2 separate regions of the Mus musculus genome follow, and region 2 is linked to region 1. The links are chromatin contacts, called in public Hi-C maps. All regions are on one chromosome and are shown on one strand. The core of a region is the stretch at or near the end of the contact, and the rest is flanking DNA. Distances in the headings are between cores, read along the strand shown.

Evidence for each region. A called contact is a pair of places that touch in the nucleus more often than the background predicts.
Region 2: a contact with region 1 is called in a Hi-C map of uterus, with 4 times the contacts expected there. The contact joins two enhancer-like sites. A contact is called at or near these places in 11 of 484 Hi-C or Micro-C datasets (CD4 T cells, the G1E-ER4 cell line, Sertoli cells and 6 more) and 1 of 115 datasets of contacts at active chromatin or transcription factors (embryonic stem cells).

What each region holds. Positions count from the first base shown.
Region 1 is chr9:101,016,098-101,023,148 of GRCm38.p6, reverse strand. It overlaps Pccb (propionyl Coenzyme A carboxylase, beta polypeptide), which reads left to right. Exons shown (of 15, transcript NM_025835.3): 5 at 1-13. Among named protein-coding and RNA genes, the nearest start is that of Pccb, 15 kb to the left of the region's middle. Within about 2 kb of position 5,243, at least 14 of the 459 cell types and tissues checked have an H3K27ac peak or open chromatin away from gene starts, as enhancers often do. A contact at or near this core is called in uterus, where this site is marked.
Region 2 is chr9:101,097,532-101,104,607 of GRCm38.p6, reverse strand. Msl2 (MSL complex subunit 2) reads right to left here. Exons shown (of 2, transcript NM_001100451.2): 2 at 1-4,037. The coding sequence ends at 2,446. Among named protein-coding and RNA genes, the nearest start is that of Msl2, 26 kb to the right of the region's middle. Within about 2 kb of position 4,952, at least 42 of the 459 cell types and tissues checked have an H3K27ac peak or open chromatin away from gene starts, as enhancers often do. A contact at or near this core is called in uterus, where this site is marked.

The sequences.
Region 1 (7,051 bases), core at 3,994-6,493:
GGACATCTTCCTGGTGAGAAAGCCATTAACACAGTTGCCTCTATGTGTGTGCTCATATTGTCTTCTGCTCCATCCTCCCCCTGCAGTGCCTCCTCTGTCACTGCCACTGTGGGTGCAAGGAAGGTTGGATGACCGGCCAAATGGGCTGCAAAGACTGCTCTTTGTTCTTGAGAGATGGCCAGTTGTTAGATAAATAATTAGTTCAAGGTCATTCATGAGGAGAAAGAACTTGGAAATGTTTTTCTTTTCTTTTCTTTTTTTTTTTTGGTTTTTTGAGATAGGGTTTCTCTGTGTAGCCCTGGCTGTCCTGGAACTCACTCTGTAGACCAGGCTGGCCTCGAACTCAGAAATCCGCCTGCCTCTGCCTCCCGAGTGCTGGGATTAAAGGCGTGTGCCACCATGCCCAGGTGTTTTTCTTTTTCTTATCTATTTATTATCTACCTATCTATCTAATTTATCTTTTTAAGCAAGAGAGAGATGGTAAGGAATGTTAAAGGTAAACTGATTTGCTAGAATAAAGTTTTTTTTTTAAAGCGCTCTCTTTTTAAACACTAGGGACTACTTATTATACAGTGTTTAAACTGGGATAAAGAGAAGAAAGAAATCATTCCAAATCTCACCATCAGAAACTCTTGGAGGCCATCACGTCAGACACCTGCATGATCTGACATAGGGAATGTCTGATGAGGGAGACGGGGATGGGGGTCTGATAGGTGAGAGAGAGGGGAGACAGGCAGTTTCTAGTCAGCCCAGGGCTATCCATCCCACCCCTTCAGAATGACAAATATCTTGTCCCTGGTCACCACCCTTCATGATCCGTTGTATGTGTGTATATGTGAGACCCTCGGTAAGTTGTAAGTATATGCACATTACTTGAAATGCCACCCAGCTTTTGTATGTTCTGAACATGCCTTTGAGTCCTTCTCGCCTAGTTCTGAAGCTAACCAACCCACCATAGGAAACATTAGTTCTGTGGTTGTTTGTCCAGTACAGGGAGGTCTGGAAGGTCTTCGAGGCTCATGGTTTGGAAATCATGTCTGTGTTGCATAGGGGAAAAAAAGAGGCCCCCAGAGAAGTGGCTACATTTTAGAGTATGGCTGGGCTTTGGGATATCATCTGGTAGATGTTTAAGCTGTGGGGCTCCAGTTGCTGCTGTTTCCAGGAACTGGGCCTTAGCAACTTTGAGATCTGTGGTGTTGACGGAATTGTTTGCAACACCTGCTTGTCACAGGACTGTGCCATTCATTGCTGTTGTGTTGTTACTTTCTCGTAACTTTTAATTGTGATGTAGTTTCAGACCTCATGGGAAACACGTTCCAAAATCTGTCCTGTGCCCTTTAAAGATTTGTTTTGTTTTATGTGTATGAGCATACTGTAGCTGTCTTCAGACACAGCAGATGAGGGCATCGGATCCCATTACAGATGGTTGTGAGCCACCATGTGGTTGCTGGGATTTGAACTCAGGACCTTTGGAAGAGCAGTCAGCCATCTGACTGCCATCTCTCCAGCCCTGTCCTGTGCCCTTTAACCAGATGTGCTGCCCCCATTCAATGTACCATTCTCTCTAGCAATACATATTTGCATGTTACTTTAGAAACCTTTGGGGGCAAACTGATGATATTTTGCTTCCTTTAGCTCTTAAGTCCTTCACTGTGTATTTCCCGGGAACATTAACCAGAATATAAATATAAAAGGAGACATGACATCAATCTGTTATTAATATTCATAGTCTTTATCTAGTGGCCTTAATAAGCCCTTAATGGCTTCCTTTCCTTCTCTTTTCCTCCCCTGTCCCCCTTTCTCCCTTTGTCTTCTCTCCTTTCCTCCCCTCCTCTTCCTCCTCCTCTCTTTCTCTCCCCCTCTCCTCTCTCTTCTATCCCTCCCCTCTTAACCCCTCTCCTACCTCTCTCCTCCCCTCCTCTCCCTCTCCCCCTTTTCCTCTCCCTCTTTCCTTAACTTTTGTTTCTGACCTGGAATGAACCCAATTGTCATACCTCTTTATTTTCTTTCTTTAATTTGGGGCAGTTCTGTAGTCTTTGTTTTTCATGATCTTAGTTTAAATTTTATTTATTTATTTATTTATTTATTTATTTATTTATTTATTTGGTTTTTCGAGACAGGGTTTCTCTATATAGCCCTGGCTGTCCTGGAACTCACTCTGTGTACCAGGCTGGCCTCGAACTCAGAAATCCGCCTGCCTCTGCCTCCCGAGTGCTGGGATTAAAGGCGTGCGCCACCACACCCAGCAGTTTAAATTTTTAAAAACTTCTTTTGAACTGGGTCTCACAATATAGCTCCGTGTTGACCCAGAACTTGCATGGTCTAGGCTAGTCTTGGAACTCAACAGAGAACTCCCTGTCTCTGCCTTCCACATTCTAGAATTAAAGACTTGTGCCACTGTACCTACCCTGACCTTGACATTACAAAAACCAAGCATCTTTATTTAAATTTAACTGAAAAACTGAAAAATCCATCCATTGTGACATGCCGTTCAGTGTGTCAAACAGCGTACATTTCTGTAGTGGTAGAATCCTTACCTGGGGCCTTGAACCTGCTATCCAAGGGCTTTCACCCGTCCCAGAGTCAGCTAAGACAGGTCTTGAACTTAGCTTCCCACCTCAGTCTCCCAAGTGCTGGGCTTTCAGGTGTGAGCCACCATGCCCAGCTTGAGACTATGTCTTGAGAACAGCTTGAGACTGTTCGATGGACTTGTAAAGTGTGTTATGTATTGTTTTATTGTGGTCAGTTTACTACTTACGTAGCAACCTGCTGTCCGTTATTAGAAGAGGTGTCTCCGATTATCGTCACTCACCCGATTACACCCCCTCCACGTCTGTCAGGGTTTGGTTCTCATGTTTTAAAGCTCTTGCTGATTTATCCATCTGAGGACTCTGTTAGTGGTGGACATTTTAAATTTTTCCTTGATTTTTTAATTATATAGATTTTTTAAAAATTATATTTATTTTTGTGTTGTGTTGCCCTTGCTTGGGTGCATGCCACGGAGCGTGTTGCGGACTAGGACAACTTTCAGTGGTCAGGACTCTCCTTCCATGTGAGTCCCAGGCCTTCATGCTCAGAGGCAAGGCCTCTACCTGACGAGCCACCTTTCTGGCCCTTTAGTATACATTTTTATAATTGTTATATTTTCTATGTGTATTGGGTCCTAATACATGATAGCTTTGTTTGTTTGTTTTTTGAGGTTCTCTCTGTGTAGCCCTGGCTATTCTGGAACTTACTATGTAGACCAGGTTAGCTTAGCCTACCCCTGCCTCCCAAGTGCTGGGATTAAAGACATGTACCACTGTGCCTGGCCCATACATGATAGCTTTCTATTTTATAACTTTTTAAAGTTACTTTGTCTGATAACATTGCCACCATGGCTCTATATTTTCCTCTCATGGAATTTTTTTTTTTTAAATCTCATATTCTCAACTTTTTTGTGTGTCCTTTTGTCAAAAGTAAAACTATAGAGAACATGTACATTATCTTTTAAAAGATCAGTCTGTTAGTCTCTTAGATGGATTTTTGGTGCCTGGATTCTTCTGTTATAACTCTCAAAAAGTTTTAAATTTTATGTGCGCTTGCATGTGCCTGTGTGTGCGTGCGCACATACATGTACATGCCATACGTGTACTGGCCTGCTGGAGGCGAGAGGAGGGCACCGGTTCTCCCTAAGCTGGAGTTAGTAGGCAGCTGTGAACTGCATGAACTGGGTGCTGGAATTGCACTTAGGTTCCCTGGAAGAGCAGCAGGCGCCCTAACCACAGAGCCAGCCCCCTTTTATGGCTTTTTATTTTTAGTTTTTATATTTGTATGTGTGTGTGGCCATACATGTGCTGTAATACATGCATGAAGGTCAGACAACAACTTGTGAGAATTAATTCTCACCTTCCACTAAAGGTAGACTGGAATGAAAGCTGAGCATCAGCATTGGCCACAAGCACACGTTTATCCCCTGAGACAGCTTTCTGGACTCCCCTACCCCCAGTTTCCTCCTTTTTTAATGAAAAAAACTTTCTGTGTAGTTAACACTGTCTGGCTATAGATCCTCCTGTGTCTGTTGAGCTTACAGGCATGTGCTGCCATGGCCAAGCAAAGCAGCCTGCCAAACCCTGCCATTGCTCCGCTCACCACACCCACCCACCATACCCAGCCATAACTCTGCCCGCCACGTCCACCCACATACCCAGCCATAGCTCCGCTCACCACGCCCACCCACCATGCCCAGATATAGCTCCGCTCACCACGCCCACCCACCATGCCCAGCAGTAGCCCCGCCCACCACGCCCACCCACCATGCCCAGCCACAGCTCCACCCCCTTTTGTATGTAGTTGAGTTGAACCATTTTAGTTCACTTCAATTTTCGCCATATTTTTATTTTTCAAAAATCGTAACCTTAGCCAGGCAGTGGTGGTGCACGCCTTTAATCCCAGCACTTAGGAGGCAGAGGCAGGCGGATTTCTGAGTTGGAGGCCAGCCTGGTCTACAAAGTGAGTTCCAGGACAGCCAGGGCTGTACAGAGAAACCCTGTCTCGAAAAAAACAAAAACAAACAAACAACTCCCCCCCAATTGTAACCTTTATTTTTATTTTACACACGTTGGTGTTTTGCCCGCATGTGTGTCTATATACCAACTACGTGCCTGATGCCTGTAGAGGTCAGAAGAGGATCTTGGATATCTTGGGTCTAGAGTTACAAAGGTTGCAAACTGTCACATGGGTGCTGGGAATTCAACTTGGGTCCTCTGGAGGAGCAACTGGTGCTCTTAACCACCGAGGTGTCATCTCTTCAAGCCTCCTTCGCTGTATTTTAAAGTGTCTTTTTCTTAGTGGTCATCTGGGGAATTACAACCAAGATCTTAACTGGTTGAAAGGAAGTTAGCATGAACAGTGTGTGGACTTGGTGCTTTTGTGTGTCTTCATCATTGAAGATCACTCTTTACTCGCGATGTCTCTGTTGACAGATTTAAAAGCCATATGTACGAACAATCGCAGGAATGTGCTTTGTCACAAGCTTTACCTAGACAGTTGGATTTACTAGTGACTCTTTTCCCACGGCTTCCTGTAGCAGTCTAGTGTCGTTTTATTTCAGAGCGAAGCTTTTGTGTTTCTTGTATGATGTCTCAGCTGCCAGCGACTTCCTTCAGCCTCTGTTATCTGGAAATGGCTTACTCTTCCTTCCTTGAAGTTTGGCTTTGTTGGATGTTGAATTCTTGGCTGACAGGTTTTTCATCAAGTACTTGAACTATGTCCTGCTGCCCCCTGGGCTTAACCGTTTATCTTCCTGGGATCCCTTTGTCAGAGGGGAGCCGTTCTGCCCTGCTGCTTCCCGGTTCCTTCCTGGGCTGGAGGTTCATAGTTTGACTATAACGTGTCACAGTGTGATGTCATTGAGCCCATCCTTCTTTAGAGTTTGTTGAGCTTTTTAAATGTGAACGTTTGTACAAGTCTTTCATCAAATCTGGGAAGTCGGGGGTTATATTTCTTCTGGTATTTGACTGGGCCGTTTCTGTGTCTCCTGGGTTCCTGTGGTATGCACATTGGTCCCTGATAGCTTCCTGGGTTCCTGTGGTACGCACTTGGTCCCTGATGGCTTCCCACAGGTCCCTCAGGCTTTGTTCATGTTTTTCTTTCCTCAACATGGTAACTTCCAGGGTTTTATCTCCAGGTTCCCTGACCCATTGTTTCCTGCGATTAAATCTGCCAGCGAACCTTCTACCAGTAATTTGATGAATAATGATTTCATGTCATTTATCATCCACAGTTTCTGCTTGTTTGTTTTCTATGATTTCATGTTATTCCTATTTTGTTCAGTGTTTTTCCTGATTTCCTGAAGTTCTTTTTCCACGTTTATTATTATTTTATTCCATCCATCAAACATATTTAGGAGAGCTGCTGTCGCATCTGTGACTAATAGTTTCAACGTGTGTGTGTGTGTGTTGTGAAATATAATGTGGGGAGGGGGTGTCTGGTAAGCCCATGCCAAAGTGTGCCCCTGAGAAATCACACCCTGCAACACATCTGGTATAAGGGGGCTGACTGGGGAAGGGAGAGGAGTGAGGACCTGGAGGAGGGGTAGAAGCAGATGAGTGGCCATGTAGACAGGCAGACAGATGGGGTAGAGCCATGTGGGCAGAGAAGGGGGTGGTACAGAGGAGAGAAGAGGGAGAGAGAGAATATGGGGGTGGGACACATAGATACACACACACACACACACACACACACACACACACACACCTGGCACACATGGTGGTGGTAGGTGATAACATAAGCTGTTGCTAGGTCCCTGGGAGGAGCCCAGTGGAATCTCCTGTAAACTCACAGGGCTTCCTCAGGTTTCTTATCCCTCAAATTATGTTTTTCCCGTGAATGGCTGTACCCATTTGCGTGTCTTATGATCCATAATTTGTTGATGAATAGTGGAAATTTGTAGTATTCTATCTGGTAAGGTGTTCTTGTTTTTCTCCATTGAGTCAGGGTCTCGTGTAGCCCAGGCTTGCCTCCATCTCACTGTGTAGCTGAAGATGGCTTTGAACTTTCTGCCTCCTATGAGCTGGGTGGTAGGCCTGCACCGCCATGCCTGGTTTCCTGGTAACTTACAAACTGAGCTCCTTCAGTCCGCTTTGTTTATTGACTGTGGGATCCAACTGTGACTTTTTCTAAGCTGTTTTTTTAAGATTTGTGTTGAATATGAACTCTTAAATTTTAGTTGTTTCTGTGGTTGTGGTGTTATTTTTCTCAGGATTGTGACAGATGTGCCTTTAGAAAGAGTTTATTCTGGTTCGAAGTTTGGGGGTGTGGTCCATAATGAGGAGGAGGGGCTGGCTGGCCACGTGCTACCTGCAGTCAGGAAACAGAAATGAGAACGCTCCTCCATGGCTCCCTTCTGTTGTGTCATTCAGTGCAGCCCAGGATGCTGCAGCCCTGGATGCTGGGCTATGGGATGGTGCTTGTATTTACGGTGGGTTCCCAGCTCAACCCAGCCAGGCCCAGAGTTCGACTCCTACAAGATTGTGTTTGATAATACTAACCATCACAGTGTTCAATCAAC
Region 2 (7,076 bases), core at 3,703-6,202, 82 kb before region 1:
TGTTTAGTAATTTCATATCCTGATGGAGAAGTCCAGTTACTTCAATAAATTCACAGCTAATTCATTTGTCAACATTACTTTTTTAAAAATCCACACATCATAAAGAAAAACAATATAAAAAACCAAGGCACTGTAATAAAGTTCTTTTCCCCCGGCTAATACAGACCATTCAAAACATGCTATCCCAAACTCCTCAGTATTCTACAACATAGAATTAGAAAACTATCATTTATTGATAGATTTAAGGTGTAATACAGGTTTCCAAAAATGTGGCAGTGAGAATACCAGCATAAAAAAGAGAAACTTGTGCTAAAAACAACCTGAATTCATCATTGGCAATATTACAGATCAATCAAGGCCCTCACATACTAATGTCCACTTTGTCTATATTGCCGACCTCCCATGCATCAAGAAACAAAGTGATCAAATTTGGGAAGCAATTAGGTACTCCATGAATTTTAAGATACTAGGAAAGTTTGGGAGATTTGCAAAATATAGCCTAATTATCCATGTGTACAATCTCATTTCTAGTCATTTCTGCAGTGATCATTAGTGAATAAAAAACAGATTTACACGATTATATAGCAGGGAATATGGTTCAACACAAAAACTGTTACAAAGTTCAGGTAAATACATGTTTCATAAGACACTGCTATCATTTAAAGATTTAAATAAAATTCCAAAACTTGGTAAGCAAATAAAGACAAGACAACTAAGAAGCATTTTCCACCATTTACTCTTGTTATCAAAAATAGTTCAACTCTTCTTGCAAAACAAAAACAAAATCGTACATACTGGACACATACATCACATTTCCTTCCTATGGCTTTAGCCCACCCCCGCCCCACCCAAAGAGACCAAAAAATTTTTTTGGTATTTTTTTGTTTTTTTAAAAAGCCCAATGACAACAACAAAACAACTACCTGACCACATCCCCAGAAAATGACACCAGGATACACTACAAAACAGGAGGTGTCATCTGCTGTGTCCAAAGGATTCTTCTCCATGTCTTTGTGAGGCGAGTAACCATCATTGAACATGCTGTGTGCCAAACCAAAACAACTTCAACACATCAGATCTCACTAGATGTTGAGTGCAGTAGAAGTTGGAACTTCCCTAGCAGTATTTTTCTTAGAACAAGCACTGCCAAAGCAGCAACTCTTTGAAATCACAAGGTTCTCTCTACACCTAGTCAGTCCTTGTTTAACCTGGGCTGTGCTCTCTCAAGCAACTGACTAGGACCTCCCATCAACAGAATGTTTATCTTCCCCATAAAGTTAGTAGGAGGAAGTACATTAAACTGAAACAGTTTGTGCTTTACATGCAAGAGCATCTAAAGAAGATCCTCCGAGCTTTAGACCTAAATGCCCAGGCTTCACTAAAGGCCTTGATGAAGAAGCCTTCATTTTGAACAGCACCCTAAAAAAGAAAAAAGAAAAGAAAGAAAAGGAAAAAAAGGAGCATATTCAAGGTAAAGCCCGTGGCAAATAGGAAATAAATAAAAAAGAAGTTGTCAATGGCAATAAGTATAATGCATAAGTCTGGGCACATTTGGGGCATTATTCCAGAATTCATTTAAATAAAACCCAATTTTTAGATTATTTTTATATTTTTTAAAAATTCTGTCATGAACTATATAAATTCAGTTATATTCAGAATAAAACAGCTCTTCACTTTATTTACCAAATAGAACATTGCTCAAAGTGAAAGGACTTAGGATTTTCTCATAGAAGTAAATCAGATAACTAGAAAGGAGGGCTGAACTCATAAATATTTAAAGCATAAACAGCTTAACATTTGTGGTCTGATGGAATTTATTTGTTCACTTTTTTAAAAGACAGATTTCTTAAACATTCTAATGAGGGGGAAATTTTCTTTCATAATACTGCTGATTTAAGAACTGCTACATACACGCCAGTAGCCAATTTTCATGATCAGAAATGGTATTATGTCAGCACAAAGGTTGAGCTGGACACATCAGCTTTTCAACAGGAGAAATATCAGTGCGGCATTTGAAGGCAGCACAAAGTCTCCTGATAAACTAATGGCTACTTTTTCACAAAAAAATTAGCGCAATCTTTATGGACTGACTGATACCACTTCCTTACATTTTAATCATCAACTTTGATTATGCACAAAGCATGACCATAAACAATGAGGTTATTGTTATTTCCTTGCCAAAGTTCATTTTGTATAAATCAGTTGCATCAGCATTTGTTCTCAAACTATGAGGTTCTGTAAGAACTAAGAACATATAGTTGTAGGGTTACTCCTCCATTATCTGCAAACTATTTCCCCGACACTAACACATATAACTTAGCAATGAAAACACTTGATACAAGTGATCTATATGCAGGAGCTCCGGCAAGTTAAACCAACAGAACCATAGCTGCCGTAAAACTGTAGCTATTTCCTACCAAGGGGTAGGTTTAAAGACCCACTGATTTAACAGTCGAATCTCATATCTATAGCTTCATCCAAACTTTTATCATCATGTGTACTGGCAGCCAAAAATGTCGTTACAGGGGACCCTGTGACATTAATTACACTGGTGCTGGTACTTGCGTTACGCACAGCAATGCTAGTCACATTAATGCCCAAAGTGAGCCTGGTCTGCTCCAAGGCCTTTTCTGGCACCGCAAATGCCTCCAGCTTCTTCTCCCCATTGGCCATATAGGAGTTTTGGCAGCCACGACATATACAATCTAAGCAGGCTTTCCGGTTAGAGTAGCAAGGGCAGCGTTGGCCGCGGCATGTAAGAACACTTGGATTTTGAGTAGCACGCCCACATTTACATCCTTTCTTTTCCTGGGGCTTTTTGTACACAGTCTTGGTAGGGCTTCCTGGCATAAAATGATGACTAGGCATCTTTTCCTTTACTGCTTTGTCTTTTTTAAGAATACCTGGCTTGGATTTAGAGTGAGATTTCTTGGATCCATGTTCATGACTCTTTTTCATGCTTTTAGTAGATAAAAGTACAGTCTTGCTGATCTTGGGTGTCGTGCCTCCATTGGGAACAGTTGCTATAGGTTGAAGAGAGATTTTGCTTTCCCGCTTCACAGTCACAGGAGCAGATGCCCCCAGTGTTGGGCCTCGGATAATGGTAGAAATTGGAAGTGGCTGAACTTTCTCACTGTCACTTTCAGATCTGGATCGTTTTCGATTCAACTTTGCTACCTTGGGAGTTGCTGCTGTACATGATAACCCATGAAGTGCAGGGCTGGTGGACATGAAAACATTATGGCTAAGAGACTGGGAAGAAAGCTGCAAAAAAGGTCCATTGGATACAGTGGCTTCCAAGTTTGGCTGCAAATTAGGACAGCAAACTTCTGTATTTGAAACAGTTTCTAAGCTGCGGAGTACTTCCTCAACACTCAGCAAAAGAGAGTCACCGGGTTTTATATCTTCACTGAAACTACAGATATCAATACCTGTGGAGCACAAGTCAGTGGCTACCGTGTCACAGACAGGTGGCAGGTTGTCAGACAGATCCTCAGTTTTTATATCAACAGTATTACACACGTCAATTGTATTTGGATGTTCAGGTGAAGGGATATTTATACCAAATCTATCTATTGAAAGCCCATTGTAAGTAGGCAAACCATTGATAACAGAACTGCCAATGGCAATGCTGAGGGTACTCTCAGACATTGGAGATAAGCTAGCTTGAGGATCAGCTGTGGGTTCTGAAGTTGAAGGTAAAGGGGAATGTGTCAAACACAGAGTGAAGGATGAATCTGAAGGTTTCTCGGTCTCCTCACAAAACAATGATCCGTCATTAAGCAAAGCCAAAATATCAGAAGAACAGTCAACTGCTTCTATTATATCCCGTGCCAGTGTCGTCTGGGTTATATATTCACACAGTTTCTTGTAGCAATTCACTAGGATGCTTAACTGCTTGTTCTCCTCAAACTGCTCATAGTCTTTGCACCAGCTACATGAAGGTTTCATCATCATTTTCTTGCCTTTACAAGTTTTGCAGACATAGTGTTGGCAGGTGGAGTTGGTGGGTGCAATAGGATCTTGAAGCAAATGTCCTAAGGGGAGGAGGAGGAAAGCACAGATTTTAGCAAAACTAATATACTGTTTCATATAATGGAGTTCAGACATTAATCTCTTAAACTGAAATTTGTTAGACTCACTAGACTGGAAGGAAGGGTATACAGAGATAACTGGAGAAATCGTCAACATCTTACTTCATTTCTGTAACATAGTCTCCATTCCGTTATCTCAAATCACAGTCTTCCTGGATTTCGGTCTTGCCCACAAAATGTTAACACCAACCTCCTTATGGTCTTCTCTCCAAAAGCTACCAGGAAGTAAGTGTGGTGGTAAAGTGTAGGCTTAAAACCCCTGAGGCCCCAAACTAATACAAGAGAAGAATAGACAACTTATTGAACAGAATTGGTACAAATCTAATTCCAACCTGTAATTATATATATGAGCCATAAGATCAAAATGTAAACTACAATGGAGTAAGGGCTCATTCATTAAAAGAAAAGGGAGTTTTATTCAATTCAAATCTCCCACAAGGACTAAAACATAAGAACAGAATAAAATGAGGGGTATCTGAGCCTGACACAGTGGTGCACATCTTTAATCCCAGCACGCTATAGAGTCAGAGGAAGGTGAATCTCTATATAAGTTCAAGGACAGCATGGTCTCTACATAGTGAATTCCAGGGCAGCTAAGGACTATACAGAGACCCTGACTCAAAAGAACAAGATCGGGATTGGTGGGAGAAACTTGTGCACCACCATGCCTGGCTCAATAGACTTTTTTTTCACGTTAACAACTTCCCTCTAAACCACAGACGTGGGCCATTATGTTTAAACTTATTACAATAAAGAAAAATGGAAGTAATACTGTACGCCAGAACTCAAAAGAACTGTTCTATTATAAACCATAGGTATCCTCGTACAGCAACAGATTAGGAAAGTGAAAGTGGAGCTGGGGAGCTGGCTCAGCTGGGAAGGGCTAACAACGTGTACAGCACAGGTATGAGGAGCTGCGCTCCTATCCCCAGAAAGCACATAAACATGCTGGTTGTAGTGGCACACTTGTGTAACTTTAGCAACAAGGGGTAGAATAGTGGGGTGGTCCACTGGAGCTCACTGGCTCCCAGCTCCAGGTTCAGTGAGAGACCACCTTTCAAAAAATAAATAGAACAGGACATCTAATGTCCTCTCCTACAGCCTCTGCACACATGATTGGCACACATATGTGCACATACCACACAAACACACATGGTAAAATGGTCTACCAACTTGAGACAGCTATCAAATTATAAATGACGTACAAGTAAGAACAATAGAAGGGTAGATTCTACTGGGTCATCAGCCTGTCTCCACCCTACCAGTGTGGGGTTAGACAGCACCTCCATTCATGCTTGCATAGGAAGCACTCTACCCACTCAGCCATCTCCCTGACACCTTCATTTTTAATTTTTAAATAACTAACACCAAAAATCTCAAGACAAAAAAAATTATTAAGCCCCATGGAACTAAGGCCACATATACAAGAAAATAACGACAAAAGCCATCAAGAAGACAAGACACAACCACAAGAGTCCAACAACATACAACCCAAAACCTTTCAGTTTATAACATTCATCTCCAGCAAACTAAACTTCTTTAACCTACAGCAAACATACACCTGAGGTCCCTAAGGGGATTGGGGGGGGGGGGGAGGACATTGTTGAAAAAGAAGATGTAAAACTCTCTAAGATGTTAGATACTCCCATATCTTTATCTAGAATATATATATAATTCCAAGAAAGCCATTCACAAGAACTCTGAGAGTCACTGGGTTTAGGAAGGCCACAAGAAAACATTGTATATAACTGTGAGTTTCTATGTATATTACCAATGAACTCTCAGTAATTTATATTTCCCAACACTCCTACTTAAAACCAGCACCAAGAAGATATTTTAAATATTTAGGAAGAAAAGTATTTAGAAACACTTATATACAAGTTACACACACACACTTTTGTAATCTCAGCACTTGGAGGGCAGAAGGTCGCGTTTCAGGACAACCTGAGCTGCAGTATATAAAGGGACATGGTCTTCAAAAAAAAGTACCAAGAGCTAGAGCTATGGCTCTTACTCACAGCTTCCCTGGAAGGGGCAGTCTATAAATTCAAGACCCAAAACAACAAAGATTGCACACAGGTGTATTCACAGTCAACCTACATCAGTAACACAGTTGTTTGTTCAGAAGGCACCATCAGCACACCAGGCTGAAGCACAGTCTTTTTGATTATCCATTTGATTACCCAATCTAACAAAAAAATATTCTAATCAGATTACTAGGGAAAATTAAGGTGGGAAAGCAGAGAGGGACAGACGAACAGACGGAAGCACACACATACACGCCCACGTAACTGACAAGCACTTGATACACTTAAATGGCAGTGGCTTAAAAAACAAAAAACAAAAAACAAAATTCTGAGAACACTGGATCTGGAGGTAATAACAATCATAAAATAAAACCTACAATGGCAAACAGTACTAAACTAAAATGTAATGCCAACAACTTACACATGAACAAAACAAAAAACGAATCAAATCTCACACTTTAATCCCAAAACTCAGGAAGAGGCAGGTTTTAAACACATGGGTATCACAGATAGGTACCTAACACAGAATCACCTCTTCTTACTGCACCCCTTAGTCCTTTGGAATCTTGACGGGCTTTTTTTCTAGTGTAAAACTTTGGCACCTTGGTAAAAACCCTCAGGTGTCTGTAGCTCCTGAGGCTCCTGCTCTGTTGCACTGTGTGGATCACTGTGTGTCACTGTGTGTCACTGTGTGTCACTGTGGATCACTGTGTGTCACTGTGTGTCACTGTGTGTCACTGTGGATCACTGTGGATCACTGTGGGTCACTGTGTGTCACTGTGGATCACTGTGGATCACTGTGGATCACTGTGTGTCACTGTGGATCACTGTGGATCACTGTGGATCACTGTGGATCACTGTGTACCTGTTGTGTCAGTACTGTGCTGTTTGCTCCTACTGCTCCATAGTAATCTCAAATCAAGTACTGTGACACCTCCAGTGCTCCTCTGACTAG